Linked DNA regions of Sus scrofa: region 2 is linked to region 1. A link is a contact called in public HiChIP or PLAC-seq data. All regions are on one chromosome and are shown on one strand. Each heading gives the region's core, a stretch centred on a gene start, on an enhancer-like site or on the middle of the called end of the contact. The rest is flanking DNA. Distances are from core to core; before and after follow the strand shown.

Region 1 (6,733 bases), core at 2,049-4,548:
CAGGAGGACAGCAAGGCAGGGGGGCCTTGGTCGGAGGCTCCTCGCCCAGCAGGGACCTTTAAGCTAAAAACAAAACCAGCTTCTCTCCCAGCTGCAGTGGGCCCAGAAGCTGGTGAAGGGCACCGGGCCCACGCTACACATCAGCACACGTGCGGCTGCTGGACAGGTGGTGCCATGTGACAAAATGACATTTTACATATTGGGGTAAATAAAATACACTGTGAAAAGTAACTTCACCTGGAGTTCCCCTCGTGACGCAGTGGAAATGAATCCGACTGGGAACCATGAGGTTGCGGGTTCAATCCCTGGCTGGGCTCCGTGGGTTAAGGATCTGGCGTTGCCGTGAGCTGTGGTGTAGGTCACAGACACGGCTCAGATCTAGTGTGGCTGGGGCTGTGGTGTAGGCCAGCAGCTACAGCTCCAATTCAACCCCTAGCCTGGGAACCTCCACGTACCATGGGTATGGCCCTAAAATGACAAAAAAAAAAAGTAACTTCGCCAATTTCTTTTGTTTGTTTTTGGCCACAGCATGTTGAAGTTCCTGGGCCAGGATTCAAACCAGCGACACAGCAGCAACCTGAGCCGTGGCAGTGACCATATCGGAGCCTTAACCTGCTTAGCCACCAGGGAACCCCGTGACTTCCTCTTTTTAAACCGCGGCCAGTAAAGGAACTTCTAAACGGGACCCATTACTCCCCATCACACAGACAGCGCTGGCCCGGCCGGGCTGTCCCCCGGCTCAGGCGCCTGGGGGTGGGGTGGGGGGGAGAAAGCTTCCCGCTCAGTCAGGCTGGGAAGGACAGCTTTCAAACCCAGAGACCGCGCCTGAGGAGGAGGGAGAGCTGCCACGTACACCACAGAGCACTGGATGTTGTTGGCAACAAGAAGCTTAACTGTACCCACGAGGGCAGCAAGGAAAAATGGAATGTTAGCTGGGGTCACCCTGACCTGTCCCCCAGCAGGATGCCAGCCCTCTCCAAGTGCACAGCCACCCCACCCCACCCCCTGGGGCAGGGGGGGCAGGAAGGGAGAAAGAACAGCAAAGGCCTCCCCCACACCCGGGAAATGCCCCCTGGCCCCAGCCACGCCCACCCCCACCTTCCAGGTCCAGAGCACAGGCCTCCTTCAGATCCGGGGGCAGGACCCCAACCCTGCAGCTGGGCCCACCCCAGTGAACAGGGACCCCTCCCCCAGGCAGGAACGCTGAGGGTCCCCTTTGCCACCCTAAGCGCCCTTCAGCTGAGACCTGCTGTGGCTCCTGCCACCAACCCCGCGCGTCCAGGGAGCTAATGGCCATTTACGTGTAGGAGCTAAGGATCAATGGTTGGGGCGGATGGATCCCTGGCGCTGGGCCCACACCCGCCAGGCGGCCGCCTCTGAAGGTGGCTGAGCTGGGCGCTGTGCCCCAGCGCCCTCTGAGTTCCACCTCAGCAGCTCACTGAAATAATGTCTCTTCCTCTCTCTGTCCCGCCTGTGCCCCGGGACAGGCCTGCACTCTGGACAGATGCGAGGCTTCACCTGGTTCTCCAACAACACCCCCCTCCGAGGCTTTGCTCTGCTGCTCCCCACCCCGACCCCGCACCTTCCCAATCGGATCTGATCTCAGAGAAGAGGCCCCTGCTCAGAAGGGGAACCGGCGTGTCCGGATCTCAATCCCACCCCCCACCCCCGCACCAGCTCCTCCGAAAAGGCGAGCCAGCCTTATCTCCAACAGAATTTTGTTTCCAGGCTCCCTGGAGTGAAAGGCCAGTGAGAGCCCACCTCCAACACTGAAATGGACGAAGAATGTCACCTGCCCATTCCAGAAAACAAAGAATGTCGCCCCCATCCAGCCACGTGGCCCGAGGGGACTCGGAACGGAGGAAGAACTGGACACTGGCCCTCGACAGTTAAGATGCAAATCTAAGCAAGAATTTCAGGGAGCCCAGGCTCGTGCATTTTCCTGTGCAAAGAAAAGCGCTCGAATCGTGAGTGACGTGTCTGGTTTTTTGGGTGCCTAGCAGTCATCTTTTTTTCTTTATGCAGCAGCTCCTGTGGCACATGGAAGTTCCCAGGCGAGGGGTCTCATCTGAGACGCAGCTGCTGGCCTACCCCACAACCACAGCAACGTGGGATCGGAGCCACACCCGCGACCTATGCTGCAGCTTGCGGCAAGGCTGGACCTCAACCCACTGAGCGAGGCCAGGGGTTCAACCCACATCTTCACAAACACTGTGTCGGTTTTTACCCCGCTAGGCCACCCCAGGAACTCCCAGCAGTCATCTTCTGATGTGGGATTGCCCTGGGGGGGGGGGGGTCCCAGCAAAAACTCCTAGAGATCCCGGCCCCTCCCTTACTTCTCCCGACAGACCCTCAGAGCTGCTGAGGGGCTGCTTCCTGGGCTACAGTCCTCAGTAAGGCCCCCAAATGAAACAGAGCTCAACTCTGAGGTTTTTGTCCCAGGTCTCTGCACCTGGCTCTAAATCGGGACCCGCTGGGCTGGGGACTGGACTGGAGCTGAGACCTCTGGGGACTCCACGGAGGACGCTGACGCTGACAGGTGAAGGAAGTGGCTCAGAGGCGGCTCCGAGCGCGGGCGGGACAGCGCGGGGGCGGCGGGCCCCCGGCACCGGCCCCCCCCGCGCCGCCCCTCTCGTGCGGGTCTCGGAAGAGAAGGGGCTGCTCCAGCGGCTCCGGGCGCCGCCTCCCCGCAAGGGCTCGCGCAGCCCCGCCCCGCCCCGCCCCGTTGCCTGGTAACGGAAGCCCCGCCCCCGGCCCGCCCCGCCCCGTCGCCTGGTAACGGCAGCCCCGCCCCCAGGAGTCGGAGGCAGCGAGGCCAGCCGCGGACCTGGAGGGCCTGGCGAGCCCTCTCCCGCCCAGCGGCCGGCGCGGTCGGTACCTGCCTGAGGTCCAGGTTGCCGAAGCCCCCGCAGCAGTCGGGCGCCGCCCCCGGGTCCCGCATGGTCCTCGCTCGCCGGAGCCCCCGGCCGCGGGCCGCCTTGCAGGGGTTGCCGCGCGGGCCTCGCGGGAGCCCCCGGCCCGCAGAACCGGCCCCCATGGCGGCCCATGAAGCGCCGCCGGCGGGGCGCTTTCCCGATGACCCCCGCTTCCTTGGCCTTCTGGGAAATGTAGTCCCCGTTTCCGCGCAGGGCCGCGCTCCCGGGCTCGCGCAAGCCTCTCGCGGAACCGAGACCTACTACAAATCCCAGGGCCGCGCGCTGCGGCGCCCGCCAGTCCCGCGGCGGCCTCGAGGCCGCCGGGCTCGGTGTCCCCTCGGCCCCCGGCTCCCCACCTGTCCTGCCAACTGACCTGGTGTCCCTGTCCTTGGCCGGCGGCGGGCTAGAGGCCGGCGGCGGCGGGTCGTAGGCTTAAGTAGCGCTCTGCGCAGCCCCTGCGGACCTGGACTTTGGCCGGCTCGGCCCCCCGCCCCTCCTGAGGCTGCCTGTGCCTGGGGGCGGGCACTCCCCGCAGCTCCCGCCCCGCGGTTGGCGACCCTCCTCCACTCCCCCTCGAGCACTCACCGGGGCTGCCCTCGTTGTCGCCTGGGGGAAGAGCGCCTAGCAGGAAAAGCGGGGTGTGTTGGGGGGAGGGGGCTGGGTCGGATGGTCACCGGGGCCCCTGCCCTGGAATGCTTCGGGAAGGTCTCAGAGGGAGGCCTGAGTGCAGGAGGTGCCAGACATGCAAACTGCAGGGGCAGGAAGAGAGACCACCTGTGCAGGTGCCTGGAGACCGGAGGGGTCCTTCTGGAATCCGGAAAAGGCTGGAGTAGTGGTGGACGGGAGATAGGGGGAACGACGGAGTTCGGAAAAGTAGGTGGGGAGTTCCCGTCGCGGCGCAGGGGAAAGGAATCCGACTAGGAATCACGAGGTTGCGGGTTCGATCCCTGGCCTCGCTCAGTGGGTTAGGGATCCGGCGTTGCCGTGAACTGTGGTGTAGGTTGCAGTCGTGGCTTGGATCCCGCGATGCTGTGGCTCTGGCATACGCTGGCGGTACAGCTCCGATTGGACCCCTAGCCTGAGAACCTCCACATGCCGCGGGTGTAGCCCTAAAAAGACAAAAAAAAAAAAAAAAAAGGAAAAGAAAAGTAGGTGGGATTTTGGATGGTTTGGTCCCAAGACAGCCCCTTTGAGCTAGGTGCCATGTACCTGGGAAATGGAGATTCCCTTGTCTGGGATGGGAGCCCAGGCAGCCCCTCTGTAAAGCCAGCTCTCCCTGATTCAAGCCCACTTCTCACCCCTTGGCCCTCAGCACCGGCCGGTCTGGAGCATTTGTGAGCAGACCCGGTGTGCGGGCCCCTGCGGTGGCCTCCGCAGCATCCCTAGGATAGGCAGGCCCACGGTGAGACAGGAAGGACACTGGCCTGGGGGCGAGCACTGGCTCTCGGACTGCAGACAACTTTCGTGTCCTCGAAAGTGAAAAGGAAATACCTGTTGGTAAAACCCATCACGCGGACCAGTGGGAAGTGCTTAACAACCACTGGGCATGACTGGGCTGCGCGCACGGCAGGCGCTGCAGGACCGGTGTGCCCACTGACCACCGCTCGTCATGCTCCCGCTCAGGGAGTCCAGGCAGAACCAGAGCCAATTCTGGGGGGCCTGCCAAGGGGGAAGGGCCCCCAGCCAGCACCACCCACCCAGGCCCGTTTTCTCCCTGCCTACGCCCGTTCTTTTATTAAGCCAGAGAAATTGGGTTTTGTGTGTGGTTTGTCTGGGAACGAAGAAAGGTAAATGTCAGAGGTCACCAGAGCTGATGCAACCGGAAGAGTCCACTGCCATCCCGCACCCCCGCAAGGGGCACACGCTGACCACAAAAGCGAGACCCCGCTTCCAGCGTGAGCACAAAACCTGCCGCCAAAGATATTTGGGGGCAGAAGTGTTCGCCTGGTGCTTTGAACACACCCGGGCCTGAGCTTGCAGGGACGCCACCCAGCCAGCCTCTCTCCCGAGAGTGCTCTGCGGCATCCCCAGCAAACAGAAGAGTCACTTCTGAGGCAGCTGCTGCTCTGGTGGGCAGGATGTTTGCTCCCAAAGTCCCCCTTCCCGAAGCTTTAACAAACAGGGTTATCTCTCTCTGCCCCAGCCTCATAGCTCTTCAGATTCCCGGAGCCATTTATCAGAATGTCTCCTGTCGGCTCCAGGGCAAACATCTCCAGGTGACCTCTCCGCTGGGAGTTTGACCTTTGCTAGAGAGGATCAAAGCCAGCAGCCATTTCTTCTTTGCCTTCTCCAGCTCCCGCCCTCCCTCCCTCCCCTGTGTCACCGGATCTGGCTGCCTGGCTCCCAGCCATCACCAAAAGGGCTTTTATTACTAAAAATGAACATTTATTATTGGGTGGCCTTGGGGAAAACCTACACTTTCCCTACCGCTGAGTCTACTCTCATAAAAGAGGTGCAGAATCTCCGGAGTGAGGCTGCAGTGAGGCTACAGGTGCACCAGACACCCTGCACGCTGCAGGTTCCCGACGGCTGCCTGCCGAGGTCCCCCACCTAGGGAGACTCGCCTGTGAGGGTCCCACGCCTGACACCCATGGACCCTGGGTTTAGGACCCACCCAGCACGGGGCCCAGGAGAGCAGGGTGGTAACTCAGGGACCAGAGTTCCTGGGCAGACACAGGGGGAGGGCTGGGCAGCCAGAGAAACCAGGTCATCAGGAGTTCTTTAAAACCAGGGCCACGATGCCCAGCAGCCCCTCCTCCAGGCAGCCCAACTGCCCCCACCCTGCCCAGGGCAGGTTCAGCAGGAGCCACATGGGAGCTGGGGCAGGGCAGAGCTGCTGGCAAAGAGGAAACCCCTCCATCAGCTGGGGGCTGGTGGGGAGGCCTTTCCAGTGTCCTCTGTTTCTGGACGAAGTGACTCACTGGCACAGTGGTCCAGACCCAGGAAGCGCCAGCAAGTGCCCGGATGTGACAGGTCTCCCTGCCCCCGCCCACCACCCACAGGACCTCCCGCCGGCCTCTTGGCTGTGCCTGGAGTAGCTCGGACACACACTCACCTCAGGACCTTTGCACACGCCGTGTGTTTTCAGACAACAAATCCATCCCCGGGCTGGCGGAAGATGATCCTGTGAGGCCAGCCTGGGCACTCGGGGGTGAAGGGCGCTGAAAAAGCTGAACAAACATTAGCCGTTTGTAGCATGGAACTATCTCGGGGGATTAACATATGTATCTTGGTAGCTGTGAGAAAAGTGAGGGCAGCCTGCCTGGGATTCGATCCCCACAAAACCTCCTCCACTGACAGCAGGACATCCATTCCTATGAGGTTGCGCCGAGCATTTGCCAAAACGCACCCTCTGCCGGCTGTAAAGCAAACCTCAGCAGATTTCAGAGGTGGAGACATTTTCTATTCTCCAAACACGTTGGGACTAAGCTAGGAAACAGGTGCTTCTACCCGAGCCAGGTGGCCATGGACCCAGCTGGCTGGAGGGGTGGGGGAGGGGCAAAGAGACCCCCGGAGACACAGCCTTTCCGGTCTAACCCCAGGTGTCCGGGGCGGAGGAGCAGGCTGGGTGGAGCTTCGATGGTCAGAGGGCTGCGGGGACTGGGAGGGGCTGAGCCCCTGGGGACACCCGCAGCCCCGGGCCTGAGCTCCAGGAGCCAGCGCATCATCAGCAAGACTTCAAGCCGAGTGAAGGCTGCCCCGCAGGCGGGCGGCCGGAGCAGGTGCAGGCACTTGGCCCTGGGGCAGCTCCAGGTGTGCAGCCTTGTTTAGGGCTATTCCCTCATCAGGTCCAGAAGCTCAGCCCCACGGCCCACGGG
Region 2 (7,191 bases), core at 1,111-3,610, 54 kb before region 1:
GATCTGGCATTGCTGCGGCTGTTGTGCAGCTGCAGCTCTGATTGGACTACAGCTGAGGGCAACGCTGGATCCCCAACCCACTGAGCGAGGCCAGGGATCGAACCCCAGTCCCCATGGATCCTAGTCGGGTTTGTAAACCGGATGACGTCAGCGGCTGCTAGAACGCTGAAAGCGACGCAAGTTATCTTCTGCTGGAGATGCTGATACAGCTGCTCCTCTTCGATGCCCCAAGTCCAGGTTTTGTTCACTGGTGAAGGAGCCTGAATTCTGGGTAGTAAGAAGTGGCACCTACTGCCCCTGGGTACTTTTCTAGGTGACTTATGTGTAGTTGTCCAAAGTCACGCAACTTCCAAGAGGCGGGGTGGGCGGCTCCCAGACGTGGGTAGAGCCCCCGTGAGTGCAGCCAGCAGAAAGCCTCCCCTGCAGACGACAGCACCACTCAGTCCTTACACATCAGTGGAGCTTCTGCCCTTTTTTTTTTTCTTCTGACACTTCATGGAGCAGCTCTGAGCAGGCACGCATTTGTGGTCACTTCAGCTTTAATGAAGCCAGCACAGGCAGGATTGTTCTGACATCCGCTTGCAAGGGTCTGAGGTCATCTTTACTCTTTACTTAATTGTATGAACTATTTTCAGGGCAGATCGTCAATGCGTCCTACTGGTTCATGCCTCCTATGTTTTCAATTTATTTTCTTTAGTCATATCTATTTATACCTCAAGTGTTTCTTTTTCTATCTCTCCCTTTTTTTTTTTTTAAAGAGATGTCCTCATTATTCTGCCAACGATAAAGCTGAGGCTGGTGAGGCTGGTGATGAAGCTATAAACACACCGGGGGGGCGGGGGGGATGAGCCATTGCCTTGGGGATATTACTGATGATCATTGGATTCTTCTCAAATTCTGGATAAAAACCTCCCTTTAACATGTTGACTCTCAGAATCATAGAACTGGGAGGGACCCGCGGTCTCCCCTGGGTTGCTGCAGACCATAGGCTTGGGGTCAGACAGCTGTGTGACCCTGGGGCCAGCGTCTTCACACTGATAAAATGGGACACGAACATCCACCTTCCAGAGCTTTCTGCGGTGATTAAGTGAGATGACTCTGCTCTGTCCCCTGTATCTATTTGATGCAGAGTAGCTGTGGTCATTCCTCTTACCGGTACAGCCTCCGTACCTCCCCAGAGGACTCCAGGCACGGAAGCCCCTTCAGTGCCTCTGGTCCTCCTTCCGGTTCTCCACCAGGACCCTGGCACTTCCTTTGGGCGGAGAGGCCCCTGGGCAGCAGTCCTCACCTCCCCCTCCATGCGCTCCCTCAGGGGTTCTCTGGGTAGTTCTTACAAGAAAGCAGTGTTGAGGCCCAAAGCACCCACTCCAAGCCTCCCCAGGACTTGCCTTCACAGACCCCTCTGGATGCATCTAGAAATATTTGCAGTGACGTTTTCCTTAGGACGGCCGCCTTGCTCTTCAATGCTGCTTCTCATCTTGGCACCTGACTGCAGTCTCCTTGTGTCTCTAAAGCTCTGAGGAAGGGCAGGGCTTCCACTCACCAGCGAAGCTCAGAACGTGTGTTCTCATCGCCCAGGAATTTATTACACAGCCAGGGAGGACTTGTCTTGAGGAGCATAACCACAAACCCACCAGAGTTCCCCTGGCTTTGGCCTGAGATCCCAGGGAGTGAGTGCCCCTGCAAACGCGAGCTTGGAGGCCGGCCACGTGTGGGAAGGTGGGAAGCAGTTTAGGCTCCTGAACTATATAAGGCTTTTGGGGTGAGGACGCTGAGCCCTGGAGGCTTAAGGAGCTGGGGCCCACAGGTGAGGAGAGTACGTGCCGCTGACTTCTCCTAGGACATGTTTATTCCTGGCACTAACCCCCTTCAGCCTCGTGTGGAAGTTGGGACAACTCCCACCCCTCCCCGCAGGCAGTACAGCAGTCATGGAGAAGATGCATATTAAGTATTGACTTAGTTCGTCGCAGCTTCTTTGTTCCTGCGTCCTTAGGGCGGGCGCAGGGCCTCTCCCCTGAAGGCCTCTGCGCGGGTGGGAACCGTGGGTCCCTCCGCCGGGATTCTCTCCACGCCCGCTGGCCCAGGGCCTGACCCCAGCAGGTGCTGGGCAGGGGCCTCCGCTCTTCAAGAGGCCTTATTTATCTCAAGTCTTCCGCACTTGTTGATTTTGGATCCTCTTTGTAACGCGAATAGGAATAAAATGTTATTTCTGACATATATCTATTTCTATTAACAATTTAGCTGCCTCAACGCACAACCCAAAGCAGGGCACCCTAGCCCGGCCGGCCGCCCGTTGCCTAGTAACGGACGCCCAGGCCCCGCCCCGCGTCCCCGGGCGCGCGCTCCCAGCCTCCCTCTGGGTCCCGCCCCGCGGCGCACGGTGGTGACGTGCAGAGTCCGCGACGCGTTCGGCGCGCTGAGCCGCGGCCCAGCCGACCCGCCGCGGAAACGCGGGGCGCCATGGCTTCAGTGGGGGTGCCCGCCGGCCGGCAGGCCGAGGATGCCCTGCCGCCGCCAACCGAGCCGCCGATGCCCGAAACGAAACCGCTGCCGACGCCGCAGCTGCCGACGCCGGTCTCCGCGCCGCAGCCGCAGCCCGCGCCGAGGCCTCCGTCCCCGGCCGTCGTGAAGGCGGAGGAGAACTGCTCCTTCCTCCCGCTGGTTCACAACGTCATCAAGTGGTAAGAGCCCGGGGTGCCCGCGAGTGCGCCCCCGCTGTCCGTCGCGGGCCGAGCTCCGGGGCGCCGCCGGTCCCGGGGAGGCGGCCTCGCGAAGACCACCGCGAGCCTCCCCCCGAGTTGAGCGGACGCTGAGCTCAGGGCTGCCAGGCCCCGTGCTGGCCGGGCGGAGTCCTCGAAACGAAGCCGACCTGGACACCACGTGCACAGGTGCAGCGTCCCTGTGGCCGGAGCCAGCCAGGCTTCTCGGGGCTGTTTTCTCACACGTAATGAAGGACAGAACGCTCGCTTCGGTGTCTTTTCCAGCAGATGTGGGTCATGTTTCGCGGGTGGCACACTGCTAAGCGCCAGGGGATGTACACTTGAAAGGGCATACGGTTCACGCCCACGTTGCTCACCAGTTAGAAGGAACAGAGTCGTGAACGGGAATAACCCATAACGCGAAGAGATTCTAGGGGTGATGATAAGGCCATGGCAGGGAATGGCCGCTAGACAGCCCGTCGCACTCACAGTTCCCAACAGGATGCCGCAGGGGTGATGTCTCCTTTAGGCCGGTCTTCAGGGGACCCGGTTTTTCAGACTGACCCTTAAAGAGGGGGGAAAACCCCACCAAAATCGCCAGGGTCCCCACATTTGCCCAAATGGTTTTTACTGTTATTTATGTCCCCATGGTAACAAGGTGTAAACCCCTCAGCTTATCACGTCTGTTTAGCCATTAAAACCCAAAACAAAGCAAATTAAAACAATGTTCCTTCTGCTCTAACACTCAGGTGGACCTCAGCATCCTCTTGGATGTTTTGCTGAAATGAAATTGCCGCTCACAACAGTGAAGTGTTGTCAGTGGCCCAGCTTGTTTTGAGTTTAGGTGGAAGAGAGTCACTGCCTGGGACGCTCTGACGCTTCCACCACTTTTCAGACAACTGCAAAGCCTTTTTTTTTCTCACATTAGAACTTGGCTTCGTTTGGTGTGAACATACTGTTTATCTGGTGAGGCCGACTCTTCTCGTGAGCCTGTGATCAGCAAGTAGCACTCGTAGGCAGCAGTGACATAGGAAACCCAACCCACCTGCACGCCCTGCAGTCCCAGGGCGGTGCTGGGTTGGAAGGGCGTTGTCCAGATGAACCCAGATTTATCTGTTCTGGTTTTTGGAAAATTAAAACACACAGTGTACACACTCTGGCATCCTGATAGGACCCTCGGGTTGGGCTGGCCTTAAAGACGGATCCTTGAGGTGCACTAGAGAGAGCATGGGCTGCGAGGTGAGATGGTCTCTCTCTCTTTTTTTTTTTTCTTTTTAGGGCCACACCCGTGGCATATGGAGGTTCCCAGGCTAGGTGTCCAATCGGAGTTACAGCCGCCGGCCTACACCACAGCCACAGCAACTCAGGATCTGCGCCGCATCTGTAACCTACACCGCAGCTCACGGCACAGATCCTTAACCCACTGAGCGAGGCCAGTGGGTTTCTCGTCGGATTCGTTTCCGCTGTGCCACGGTGGGAACTCCGAGATGAGATAGTCTTAATGCTTGCTTGCCTTGTAATCTTGGTAAATACAGAGCCTTTCTAGGCCGTAATTTTTCGTGTCGCTAAGAGGTGAATAATAGCAATGAACCTCAGAGGAGGGCTTCCGAGGTAGCTTTGTAGTGTGCTGGTGGGGCGGCCTCGGTCAAACGGCCTCTCTGAATCTTTTTCTCTCGTGAACCGGGAGCAATAACACCGAAATCGTAAGGTTGTTGTGGGGTGTTCTCAAGAACATTCTGTGAAAGACATTGTGTCCGTCCCGTGTGTGACCTGCTCTGTCCCCTCTGAGTGGACAGTGAGGAGTGTCTTTTAAGCGTAAAACTGAAAAGGACACGAGAGGGGATGATTGCCGTAGGGGGGGGCCGGGGGCTAGTCCACCTCCCAGCCCGAGGAAGCGGCCGGGAGCAGCTGCCTCTGGCCGCGGCCCCTTCCGGATCTCAGGAGGCGGCAGGGCCAAGGGCCTCCGGTGAGAGGTGATTGAGGGTGACGGGACTGAGGATGGGAGGGCTGCTTGGACGGCTGTTTAGGAGCGGATCCCCTGAGTCCTCTCGAGACCCCAGGCCCACAGGTGGTCCCCCTTCTGTCTCGGTGGATAATTAAAGGCTCACACTTTCCCAAGGTTTGTTTTTAGGAAAGAATAATGCACAGGGTCTCTGGAGGGGGGACACTTGCCCATTTCGGGAGCTGGAGGGAGAGGCCAACCTAAGAAGAGCGCTTGAGAGCAAGTCCTCAGACAGACCCGAGACCCAGCCCCGGCTTCTAGATTGACAGGCTGTCTGACCTGACACCCCAGAGACGTGGGGGCTCCCCAGGAAAGAAGCTGGTTCATCCTGAGAAGGCGGTACATCACTCACGCAGTGTCCGCTCAGCCTTTTCACTTAAAAAAAATATATGTTCCCCAGTATTTATTTATGGCCTGCTTTTTACTAATGGAGCATAAAGTAATTGTATCTTCTCTCGCCGTTCGTCTGAGCCAGGTCGTAACAGTCAACATTTTCTCGTTCGTTCGTTCGACCTCGTCTTTCTCCTCTTCCATCCAACGCAGTGAGAGCAGTGCTTTGTACATGGAACCCAGGGAGCGCTGGACTCTGAGATGGATGACCGAACAGCCGCAGCCACCGGGCATGTGAAGAAAACTCCTAATAAAAAGGAGGTTCCCCTCGTGGCGCAGTGGTTCACGAACCCGACTAGGCTCCATGAGGATGTGGGTTCGATCCCTGGCCTCGCTCAGTGGGTTAAGGATCCGCCGTTGCTGTGGCTGTGGCTCCGATTTGACCCCTAGGCTGGGAGCTTCCTTGTGCTGCAGTTGCGTCCCCTGAGGAGCAAAAAAAAAAAAAAAGCAGTAGCAGCTGCAGATTCTGAGCCTTGTGAAATGCCAAGAGGAGCCGGTCCCCTCGAGTTGCCATCAGGCTGGTGACACTGTACGTGCCTTTCTAGTAACTCACACAAGCACGTCTTTTCCCACCATCAGACCATTGGGGTCACATGGCACGGGTGTTTTGGTCACATGCTGATCTGAGCCGGACTCTTTTCCACGCTCGCACGTGGGACCTCCCCAGTAAGGCGGCTGCAGCATAAATGTGTGTGGGTTTTCCTCATTTTCCCTTTAGCAGCAGTGCCTGGTAAGCTCCTTGTATCTGAGAGTTTAGACGAGGCGCGTCCTCAGCAGAGGGCTTGCTGGAGTCCAGGCTGCGTCTGTGCGTCTGTCGTTGTGATCCTTCTCGCTGAATCGAGGGTGCCGCGTGCCTCCATCCTTCTCCAGACACCGCGCTGTAGGTGGATGGCTTCGGCTAACTGAAAGGGCCGTAAATCAGCCCCCAGAAAGTAATAGAAAAATTGCAGCTGTGGATGTAGCCCGCAAGCCTGAAGAGGCAAGACGGCCAGGGAGCTCCCCTCCGGCCCCCGCCTGGGCCCCAAACCGCATCGCCTTCTCTTTCAGGACCCGAGCAGTCCTTTAGGTAAACTCTTTCCTACCTAAAGGCACCGTCGGCGCCGTCTCGGCGTTTGGCACCTGCCGTCTCGCCGCAGTCAGCCTCCTCGTCGGCGCCATCTGGTGACCTGTCTGGTGACCTTGAGAATCGCGTCCAGCCTGATTCTCACGGTGGCTGTAGGATGGACGTGTGGTCACGTCCACGGCCGTTCGTGCTTCCCCAGCCGCACGGGGAATCTGTGTCCCGCACACCTGCTGTTACCACTCGCCTGTCCCCCTGGGCTGATGCCGCGGGTCAGCGGTGATGGACTGCACTCATCTGGGCCTTTGTCACATCAGGGAAAGCGTGTCTTCGTGTGCAACTTGCTATGTCGTGTATTTTTTCCCTGCAAACTGCCCATTTTTCTACTCGGTCACACCGCTTTCCGAGAGCGCCTTGTCCGGTAAGGAAGGTGTGCCTGCGTCTCTCAGGTAAATGAAATCTTCCCCCGTTGTTGCTTTTCTCTTGACTTTGTTTCTGATTGTTGGTATTTTTTCTTTTAGCTGTTTGTGGATTTTTTTGGTCATTCAGAAGCGTGTCATTTTGTGTAGGCAGATAGGCTTTTCCTTATGGCTTCTGAGTTCTGGTCCTCGTTAGAAGGGCCTTTCCACTCTAATACATGGTAGAAACTGGAGTTCCCATCGTGGCTCAGGGGTTTGTGAACCCGCCCAGCATCCATGAGGTGGCGGGTTCGATCCCTGGCCTTGCTCAGTGGGTTAAGGATCTGGTGCTGCGTGAGCCGTGGGGTAGGTAAGAGACGGGACTCAGATGTGTGGCTGTGGTGTAGACCGGTGGCTGCAGCTCTGATTAGACCCCTAGCCTGGGAACCTCCACATGCCACGGGTGAGGCCCTAAAAGGACAAAAAGACCAAAGGAAATAAAAATAAATAAATAAATAAATGGTAGGAACTGGTCCCTTTTTCCTCAGACCTTTTCGGGGTCACTCTTTACTTTTAGTTCCACGATGCTTCGGGAATTTGCGCGGACGGAGAGCGTGAGGGCAGCTCTGCCGCAGCCCGGGC

What was found. HiChIP or PLAC-seq counts read pairs in DNA pulled down with a chosen protein or histone mark.
Region 2: an H3K27ac HiChIP or PLAC-seq map of skeletal muscle shows a contact between it and region 1. The contact joins the promoter of MED9 here to the promoter of PEMT in region 1. A contact is called at or near these places in 1 of 5 promoter capture datasets (liver), 2 of 47 Hi-C or Micro-C datasets (both in liver) and 2 of 2 datasets of contacts at active chromatin or transcription factors (alveolar macrophages and skeletal muscle).

Annotation. Positions count from the first base shown.
Region 1 is chr12:60,876,932-60,883,664 of Sscrofa11.1, reverse strand. It overlaps PEMT (phosphatidylethanolamine N-methyltransferase), which reads right to left and starts at 3,298. Exons shown (of 7, transcript NM_214365.1): 1 at 3,289-3,298.
Region 2 is chr12:60,929,168-60,936,358 of Sscrofa11.1, reverse strand. MED9 (mediator of RNA polymerase II transcription subunit 9) reads left to right here and starts at 2,360. Exons shown (of 2, transcript XM_003132045.3): 1 at 2,360-2,681. The coding sequence starts at 2,461.